Regions from separate parts of the Mus musculus genome. Here regions 2 and 3 are each linked to region 1. A link is a contact called in public HiChIP or PLAC-seq and promoter capture Hi-C data. All regions are on one chromosome and are shown on one strand. Each heading gives the region's core, a stretch centred on a gene start, on an enhancer-like site or on the middle of the called end of the contact. The rest is flanking DNA. Distances are from core to core; before and after follow the strand shown.

Evidence for each region. Promoter capture Hi-C pulls out the DNA fragments that hold promoters and counts their contacts. HiChIP or PLAC-seq counts read pairs in DNA pulled down with a chosen protein or histone mark.
Region 2: a promoter capture Hi-C map of liver shows a contact between it and region 1, with 2.7 times the contacts expected there. The contact joins the enhancer-like site here to the promoter of Fam50b in region 1. A contact is called at or near these places in 7 of 39 promoter capture datasets (the 3T3-L1 cell line, the SN4741 cell line, cranial neural crest and 4 more), 2 of 484 Hi-C or Micro-C datasets (both in liver), 1 of 115 datasets of contacts at active chromatin or transcription factors (pancreatic cancer cells) and 1 of 9 other capture datasets (embryonic stem cells).
Region 3: a FOXA1 HiChIP or PLAC-seq map of pancreatic cancer cells shows a contact between it and region 1. The contact joins the promoter of Tubb2a here to the promoter of Fam50b in region 1. A contact is called at or near these places in 6 of 39 promoter capture datasets (the 3T3-L1 cell line, the SN4741 cell line, cranial neural crest and 3 more), 2 of 115 datasets of contacts at active chromatin or transcription factors (epiblast stem cells and pancreatic cancer cells) and 1 of 9 other capture datasets (pancreatic islet).

What each region holds. Positions count from the first base shown.
Region 1 is chr13:34,733,409-34,736,227 of GRCm38.p6, reverse strand. It overlaps Fam50b (family with sequence similarity 50, member B), which reads right to left and starts at 1,378. Exons shown (of 2, transcript NM_001382856.1): 1 at 1,320-1,378.
Region 2 is chr13:34,045,218-34,048,036 of GRCm38.p6, reverse strand. It overlaps Bphl (biphenyl hydrolase-like (serine hydrolase, breast epithelial mucin-associated antigen)), which reads right to left. Exons shown (of 7, transcript NM_026512.1): 3 at 1,085-1,251. Among named protein-coding and RNA genes, the nearest start is that of Bphl, 9.0 kb to the right of the region's middle. Within about 2 kb of position 1,481, at least 16 of the 459 cell types and tissues checked have an H3K27ac peak or open chromatin away from gene starts, as enhancers often do. A contact at or near this core is called in liver and neural stem cells, where this site is marked.
Region 3 is chr13:34,076,585-34,079,403 of GRCm38.p6, reverse strand. It overlaps Tubb2a (tubulin, beta 2A class IIA), which reads left to right and starts at 1,396. Exons shown (of 4, transcript NM_009450.2): 1 at 1,396-1,531; 2 at 2,747-2,819. The coding sequence starts at 1,475.

The DNA.
Region 1 (2,819 bases), core at 129-2,628:
CCTCACTGTTTGGAGGCTGTAGTGAAGCAGTATGTCATAGCAGGAGTGCATAGCAGAGGAAGCTATGACAGGACAGCCAGGAAGCAGAGAGAAAGAGAAGGGCACCAGTGTCTCACAGTCCCCATTAGGTCCCACAACTTCAACATTCTACTGCAATCTAGAAGTGTCAATCTGGGACCAACACATTCCACTCCAAGTCTAGAGGACAGAAATGCTAGATACTATAGGAACTCTGGGGAGCCCTCTGAAATAAATTCCAGCACCATGGGATGAAGAAAGCATTTATCTAAGTCCTCCTTCCTAGTCTCTGTGGCTGATAGTCACTCTGGGTATCAACAGTTCTATATGTCAAGTTTACTGCCTCTGCATTGGAGTAGTCAGAGAGAGGGGGGGGAGAGGGAGAGAGAGAGGGAGAGAGAGAGAGAGGGAGGGAGAGAGGGAGAGAGAGAGAGGAAAGAGGGAGAGAGAGAGGGGGAGGGAGGGAGGGAGGGAGAGAGAGAGAGAGGGGGGGGGGAGAGAGAGAGAACAGACATCCTCAGGTACCCAGCATGAAGACACTTGGCTATAACCACCTACTGCTGCAGTGGCAGAAAAGAGGAGTTCAGAGCAATCTAGCAGAGACAAGAAGCCTTCAGTATGCTTTCAGTACTATAAGCTAACAGTATCAGACCTGAGTTAAGGAGGTGAGACTCATGTAATGGTTAATCTTGTCAACTAACAGGATTTGGAACCTTAGGATACACAGCTCTTGGCATGTTGTCTGGTGGGAGTATTTTCAGAAAGATTTAACTGAGGAAAGACAAACCATCTTGAACATGGCCTTACCATGCCCATGGGCGTGAGTCTCAGACCTAGTAGAAAGGAGAAATAGGGAAAGGCAGATGAACGCAGTCCTTATCTTGCTCGGCTTTCTGACTACAGAAACAACATGACTCCGTGCTTCTGCCAACTTGCTGTCAGGATTAAATGTGAGTCAAACAGTCAATCAAAATAAACCCTTTCCTCCTCCTTAGGTTGCTTTTGACACAGCAGTGAAAAGCAACCAATAGAGAGAACAAGCCCCAATTTCTATTTTCCTAGTGCATATGTCATAGCCCTTTAAGGCATCTTCCTCCTTCCTGCTAGTTTGTGATTCCTAAATTACAATAAAAATGTTGATATTATGTCACCGATAGGGCTCATTAGTCTCCCCTGCTTGCAGGATAATGGACAAATTCCTTTCCTCTAACATTCAACTCCCTTCACAATTGGTTTTACTCGAGTTTAAAGAGCTGTACCTCCCACATCTGCCCCAGCTGGATTCAAGCCAGTCCCCTCACCTTTTGATGTATGAGCCAAGACTCTTCCTTCTGGTGCTTTTGCGAATATTGTTTGTTCTAACTGACACAGAAAATATGCAAAACATTGGCCAACTGCTAGGGCAGGCTCTAACCAATCAGGACAGAGATTGGGCCAATCAGGTGGTGGTCATGTATAACTGCCGACTTGGACTGACTGATGGATGCAGTCCTGCTGCCAGCGTCTGATCTCCTGACAACTGAAATGCAATCCTCCCATGAAGTTTTCCTGGACTGTCGTTGCTCACTTGGGCCTTTGATTATTACAGATTAAATTTTTGTGTGTAGGTTGTTACTAAAGAGTTTACGTGATACACTAGTCTGAAAGTATTGGCACTCTCCAGACAGCATGATTTTATTGCCTTTTCATACAATAACTCATTAGTGATCTTAGCTACAGAGGAGACAGAAAGCTCTGACTCCATTTTGCATGTGGTATAGTATGGTTGATCAGAATAACTTTCAGGTTTTAGAAAAGCTTTTTAATTTCAAAATTTTATAAGGATATAAAATGATAGAACTTTATTCCTCAATAAATAAATAAATAGAAAAAAAAAGAGAAAATATTTCAGAGCTCACAACTTCAGTGTGGTGTTGTCTTAAAACTATTGAATATGGGGAAACTCTACAAAAGCCCTCTAACTGGGGCAAGAAACCTAGTAATTTCTTTCATGTGTGAGCTACTCAATTTCAAGGGATTTCAAATTTCTATGAAATGTTCTTCTTTGTTTGTTTGCTGTGTTTTTGTTTTTGTTTTTGAGACAGAGTCTTCCTATGCAGCCCAGGCTAGCCTCTAACTTCCAATCTTCCTGCCTCAGCCTCCATTAGCAGTGGATATGCTACACCATGACTCAATTCTTTAAAGTGCTCTTTAAATAGCTGTTGGATACATTCCTGGAAGCCACCCAATACCACAATGACTAACAACATTTTAATCTTGACACTCCTACTGAGGGGTCTTGCCCTCGAATCTCTTAGTCTCTGTCCCCTGAGTCTGCTTGGTGAGCTGGTTATATTCACAGGAAGGCTTACTAATTGCCATGTTCTTTCCTGGGCTATTTCTCTTTTCAGTCTGATGCCCACTGTAAAATGTCCAGCCCAGCAGCTATGTCCTGCGCTGCAATCATAATAGCCAGACATGAGCATGTTTGCCTCCATTTGATCGAGCTTCTGATGGTTGTTAGGCATCCATCTGGTAAGGGATAATTTTGGGAAAAGCCGTTGTATTTTCCTTCTGGGTGATGAGACTAAAACTAAGCTATCTAAGAGTGGGGCATTTGTGTAGTATAGGTTCTTCTCCATGTGGTATGGAGCAGTATGCCTCTTTGCTGTAGCAGCACGGGCCCCGTTCTGCTATTGGTTGATAAGACATGATACTCAGACTGAGCAAGTTGCCTTAGGGGAAAGTAAGGGAAATCCATGGGATCGATCCTGGTAGCACTGTCTTATGGGCTGATATATTTCCCTAATGAATGTGGCCCA
Region 2 (2,819 bases), core at 232-2,731, 690 kb after region 1:
GGCTGGAGGTTTTAAAGGAAGACAGGCTGAGCAAGCCATGAGGAACAAGCCAGTAAGCAGCACCCCTCCATGGCCTCTGCACCAGTTTCTGCTTCTAGATTTCTGCACTGCTTTAGTACCTGTCCTTTAGTACTTCTTTTGATGATGAACTGTGACATAGAAGTGTAAGCCAAATAAACTCCTTCCCATGTTGCTTTGGTCATGGTGTTTCATCACAACAATGGTAACCCTGCTAGGATAATCCCATCAAGGCTGAAGGCACGAGCATACAAGCAGCGGTGGCACCTTACCGTTGCCTTTCTTAATGTCCTGTTCCAGACATGGTTCTAAGCCTGAAGTCAGCTTGGATTGCAGGAATGGCAGAGCCTTACAGACAAGTCACCCTGTGAGATGACTCCTGAGCATCAACAGTCATGACTTCCTCAGGCTTCCCTGCAGAACCAGAACTGAGATAACACCAGACCACACCTTGACCAGGACAGCTTAATTCTGTAGACTTCTTGCTACCTCTCCAGTTCTTGCTCTCCCTAAACCTAAAGCTCATGTCAGTACCCTGAAGATGGTCCGAAGGGCTTACTTTCCATCTTCTCCAAATGGCAGTTTTGGTTTTAGAACACTTTCCTGTCTCTTCACCAGCATTTCTTGTTGCTTTTTTTGGGTGGAAGCCATGGAGTTGAACCTCTGGTTTAGGACTCCATTTTCATCTGTATAAAGCTGTGTATTTTGCTATGTGTGGTGTGGTGTTGTAGGCCTGCAATCCTAGTATGTCAGAGCCTGAAGCAGAAGGGTTGAGATCTCAAGGCCCATTAAGACTATACAATGAAAATCTGTCTCAAACCAAAGTAACACAAAACAAAACTAAAACTGCACTTATGCCAGGAGACTGGTGGGAAAGGCAGAGCCTTGGTGTCTTGGCAGTAGCATCATTAGATAGCTGGGCTCTGTTTTTACTTGGTCCTTTAGCTCTTCCTTATATTAGACTCACTTGGTATTGCCTTTGTAAAAAGAAAGAACACCAGGAATTAGAACAAATAAAGATGGGCCCAGTCATCTCTCCCCACTCCAGCACTTCTCTGGGTCTCACCTTCATCAAGTCAACAGCATCCTTTGCATCCCTTTCAAAAAAATCCCGTGGAAAATCTCGATCTGGGGGTCTGGAATATCCATATCCTCGAGGGTCCCAGGCCACCAATGTGAAGCGCTTCTTATTTAGGCTCTGAAGCTGAGGTGCAAAATCGGTCTTTCCGCTACCTGAAAACACCCACTGGGTTACGGTCCACTGAATGTTCTCAGCATAGCCAACACCAGAGCAAAATAGAAGCAGTAACAATTTTAAAAGACAGTTCTTGGTGCTCTAAAAAATTAACCAGAAAAACCCCTAGTGGGGGTGGGGAGTTGTGTTGCAATGGCTCCACACAGAGGCGCATTGCCAAGCCTGATGGAGTTAGGACCTGTCTCCGGTCTCCCTCTAGTGGTAATTTTGAGGAAGACATAGGCCCAGAGTGAGGCTCGGGACCAGTATTTTTGAAGCGCTTTTGACAGCCTTACAGTTTAGTCTTCCTATGCCTCCTTTGGAAGGATTAAATAAACCTTACTGAAATAAACTTTCAAATTTGATAGTTTCTGGGTATTAGCTCTCTAAGGACTTAGAAATGACGGAGATCCCAATGGCATACAGGTAGAAGTGTCATATTCCAGATGTTTTCAAATAAGCTAATATAAATGCCTTTTAAGAGTAAGTAGAAGTAAATGAAAACCCTGAAACGTGTGTGTTTAAGAAATCAAATTGTATTTTATCAAACCAGCACGAAGGGGCCTATGCCAAGAGCCTGTAATGGCCCTGTTAATCCCCACCAGCTCAGCCACCAGAGATGTGGTGTGCTCACATCCATCTTGTGTGTGTGTGTGTGTGTGTGTGTGTGTGTGTGTGTGTGTTTGTAAGGTCACATACTAAGAGCTCTGTCCAGGGGAAAGTCCACACTGACTGAGCAGTTTGTTTGATTTCTAAGCACTCAGAACTTGGGCCACAAATATACAGCCAGCCAAGTTCACTTACTATCTAGGTCCATCACACAAATCATTAAAAAACCCACACCAAAAGCAGGTCAATGATTGCCAGCCCTTGTCTCCGGCTTTCTCACAGGAGTTTCTTGTATGCCCTTGAACTAGAAGTATCCTAAAGGAGGGCAAAAAGTAAGGGGTTGGAGGGGTGGTGAGATCAAGCTAGAATAACAGTTTCACCAATAAGGAAACATTTGCTTTCTAACACTGGGCATGCACTCGGAAACTAGGGCCAAGAGCACTAAAACCTTAAACAAATATTTAGGGAACAGACATAATTATCAGTACATGATTCTGCGGGGCACATGGGAAACTAGGGGACAAGGTAGGGGAAAGACTCCCACTGCTCCATTTTAAAGCTGTGGGATCATGCCAATACTTTCCAGAAATGAAAAAAAAAATTATACTGGTGGATGTTTTGTGTAGTTAATGCCGCAGTGTTAGAGTAATTTAAAATCATCTCTAATATGGTAAACTGCTTTTGCTGATGGTTTAATTGGACACCAGCTTTTGGAGTATACATCTCCTTCATTTCAGAAGCTTAAGAAACGGGTGCTAAGTGTCCCAAGCCTCTCACTTGCCGCAGTGGTACTGTGTCAGCAGGGGCCTGGAGAGCAGGGTCAAGGGGAGCTGAAAGTTTTAGCATGTGACCTTTAGGAGAAAGAGGCAAATCACAATAAATCTCTACTGGGATTACACAAATACCAAAAAGAAAAAGGAAGCAAGCAAGCAAGCAGCAACCCTAAAATCCCCCAAAT
Region 3 (2,819 bases), core at 147-2,646, 660 kb after region 1:
TAATCACGAGTGACTGGCTGTGGCTCCCACCTCAGCAAATGACCCAATATTAACATGGCAAACAAGATCCACATTTACAGCAGCATCCCCTTGGACTTTATGAAGGCATTTTCACTCCATAAACTCAACCTGCTTTCATATACACCTTCTCATTTCCTGTTCACAAAGCCAGCTCCACGGCACCTATAATTATTTAGTATTTGAAGAAACTGGCTCCCGAGAGGAACTGGTGGAAGCTCCTGTTTACCCCTCCACTGTGCCAGACCAACGAAGAGTAACTCCTGGTGGACCAGTCCTAGCGCCAAGCCTAGGGTTTCTGCTAATAGAAAAACTGCAGGTTCTCGGGCTTCCTCAATTTGTAGCTGGTCAGGTTTTAAACCTTGCTTTTCTGAGGGGAGGAATCTGGGTAGTGTTGATGCCTTTTGTGGGACAGACAGTACTAGCCGAGAGAAGGAAATGTGAGCCCTGAATGTGGGCTGCAACCGTGTTTTTATATTTTCCTGGTTATCACATTTTTAAAAGTGAAAACAAGTGAGTCATTTAACAAATATATTTTAAGCACTGTGTCCAAAACGTGATCACTGTGACCTTTTGTCAGTGAGGTTCTTTGGCTAACTTACCCAGCCCATGAAAACCAGTGTCTCTCTCAGACCAGCATCTCAACTCACACTCACTATATTAGCTACCTCCACTTCCCTCCCTTGCTCTCTCGCTCCAACACGTGTCTGAGAGCAGAAATTTCGACTTTTAAGAGGCTTTTAGGACCCAAGAGTCCAGACCAGAAAAACGTCACTCTTCCTCCTCTATACCTAGCAATCGACCTGTATAGCATCCTTGTCGTCCTTGAAACAGTCCAGACCCTCACTTGATCCTCCCCTCTTTCCTCCCAAGCGGTATCACGTCTGGCTTTCTACTCGCCCTTAGTTACCAAGCAGACTTGAAAGAGAGAACCGGGCTGCAGTTCAAGTCCTGCCCAGGATGCAGGCACCCTTTTTCAGAAAGGACATCTAGTAGAGATGCATTTTCAGTTCTGGGCTTCATATCCAAGAGCGAGGCCACACCTGTCCTGCTACTGGGGAGGCAGGAGCCCCATCTGTAGTCCCCAGAGTGGTGGGAAATGAGCAGTGTGGGAGCAGAACCAGAGTGTAACCTAAAGGTCTCGACAGTAGACAAACACCTCAGGTGGACACTGAGGGGAAACCAGCAGGACCGGCTGGGGGGGCGTAATAACCCTAGGAGGCTGGATACAGGCGGGTGCCCCGCACCTCGCACCGCGCCCCGGCTCCCTCTCGCGGTGCCGCAGTCCCAGCCGCGCCGCCCCTCGGCTCTGCCCCCATGACGTCAGCGGGACTGGGCGGTCCCCGGGTATAAAAGGCGGTGCTGGGGGAGGGCGACTGGTCTTTTGCGCTCCTTAGCCCTCTGTCCACGCACTGCTCCGAGGGCAAGAGCCTCCACCCCTTCTACAACCAGCACCATGCGCGAGATCGTGCACATCCAGGCGGGCCAGTGTGGCAACCAGATCGGCGCTAAGGTGGGCTCACCCCTAGGGAAGAAATGGATGAGGTAGTCCCATCCGGTCAGGGTCCCAAGGTTGCGTGGGGAGAGGGGTAGGGGGGGGTGTCGCGGAAGCAGGCCGAGCCTAGGGGATCCAGAAGAGCCCCGGCTGGTGTCGCATTCCACCGCTGGCTACTGGGCGGGCCGGGTCCTGAAAGCCGACCAACTTGCCAGGATTGGTGCGACAAGGGTGTCTTAAATTAAGGTCCATTACATTGCTTTGGGACACAGCCCTTCTGCGGGGTGCAGCTGACATTAGTCTGGGTTTTTTTCGTGTCTGAAATTTGGGTTGGGGGGGTCACTACATGTATTGAAAAAAATCTCATGTCAAATGTAATTCATATATATATATATATTTCTGTCATTTGAATGAAAAAAATGCAGTGTCATTGGGTTGACAGATGTTACAGAGGCGTGTCTTTGGGCCAACAGACGAGGGTGTTAGACAAATTCTCTTACAAGGGCTCGTTTAGATGTGACATAAAACATTATGGTCCTCTTTTTTCTCTGCAAGACTGCTTGGAATGGGGGCTGTGAGACCCGACGGCAGTGGGGAGACAGCAATGGGTATTTAACATGGGTGTGGGCGGGTGCCTGCACAAGGACATGGTCTCTTTCAACACCGCCATATTGCCCACCCAACCTCCCCACTCCCTTTCCTGCTGCCAAGTCACAATGGAGGTTACATCCTGAGGATGGCCAGCTTTTTCCCGGGGCTGCCAGACGCCCTCTCAGGATTGTACTGCCCATCCCCGAACATTCCTAGCCAGGGTCAATACCCGAAGCCAATATGTAGGTCAGTGGTATAAAACTGGGCTGTTGAAAGCTGTCATGGAGTCTGTGCCAGCAGCCATTGATCCCTGGAGGCACAGGGGGCGGGGCACCTGATTTTCCCTTCTGCCTTTCCCATCCATCAGCCTGTATGTGTAACATTCAGCCTTGCCTGGAGTGATAGAAAGCAGCTGCCTCTGCAGTTCTGCGAGATCCGCTGTGCCCACTTCCTTCTCCAGGCTCCTCCCAGCCCTGCATCTGTGGTCATAATATGGCCGATGCACTGCGCATTCCCAAGACCCTCTGCAGCAGCAGCTGCTGCCCAAATACATGGAGGCCCGCAGCCCACTAGGCTCTTGCCCTGCTGTCTTTCTGGTGACAGAGAGATTCTAAGCATGATGTGGGATTGTCTTCATTTCAGTTTTGGGAGGTGATAAGCGATGAGCATGGCATCGACCCCACTGGCAGTTACCATGGCGACAGTGACTTGCAGC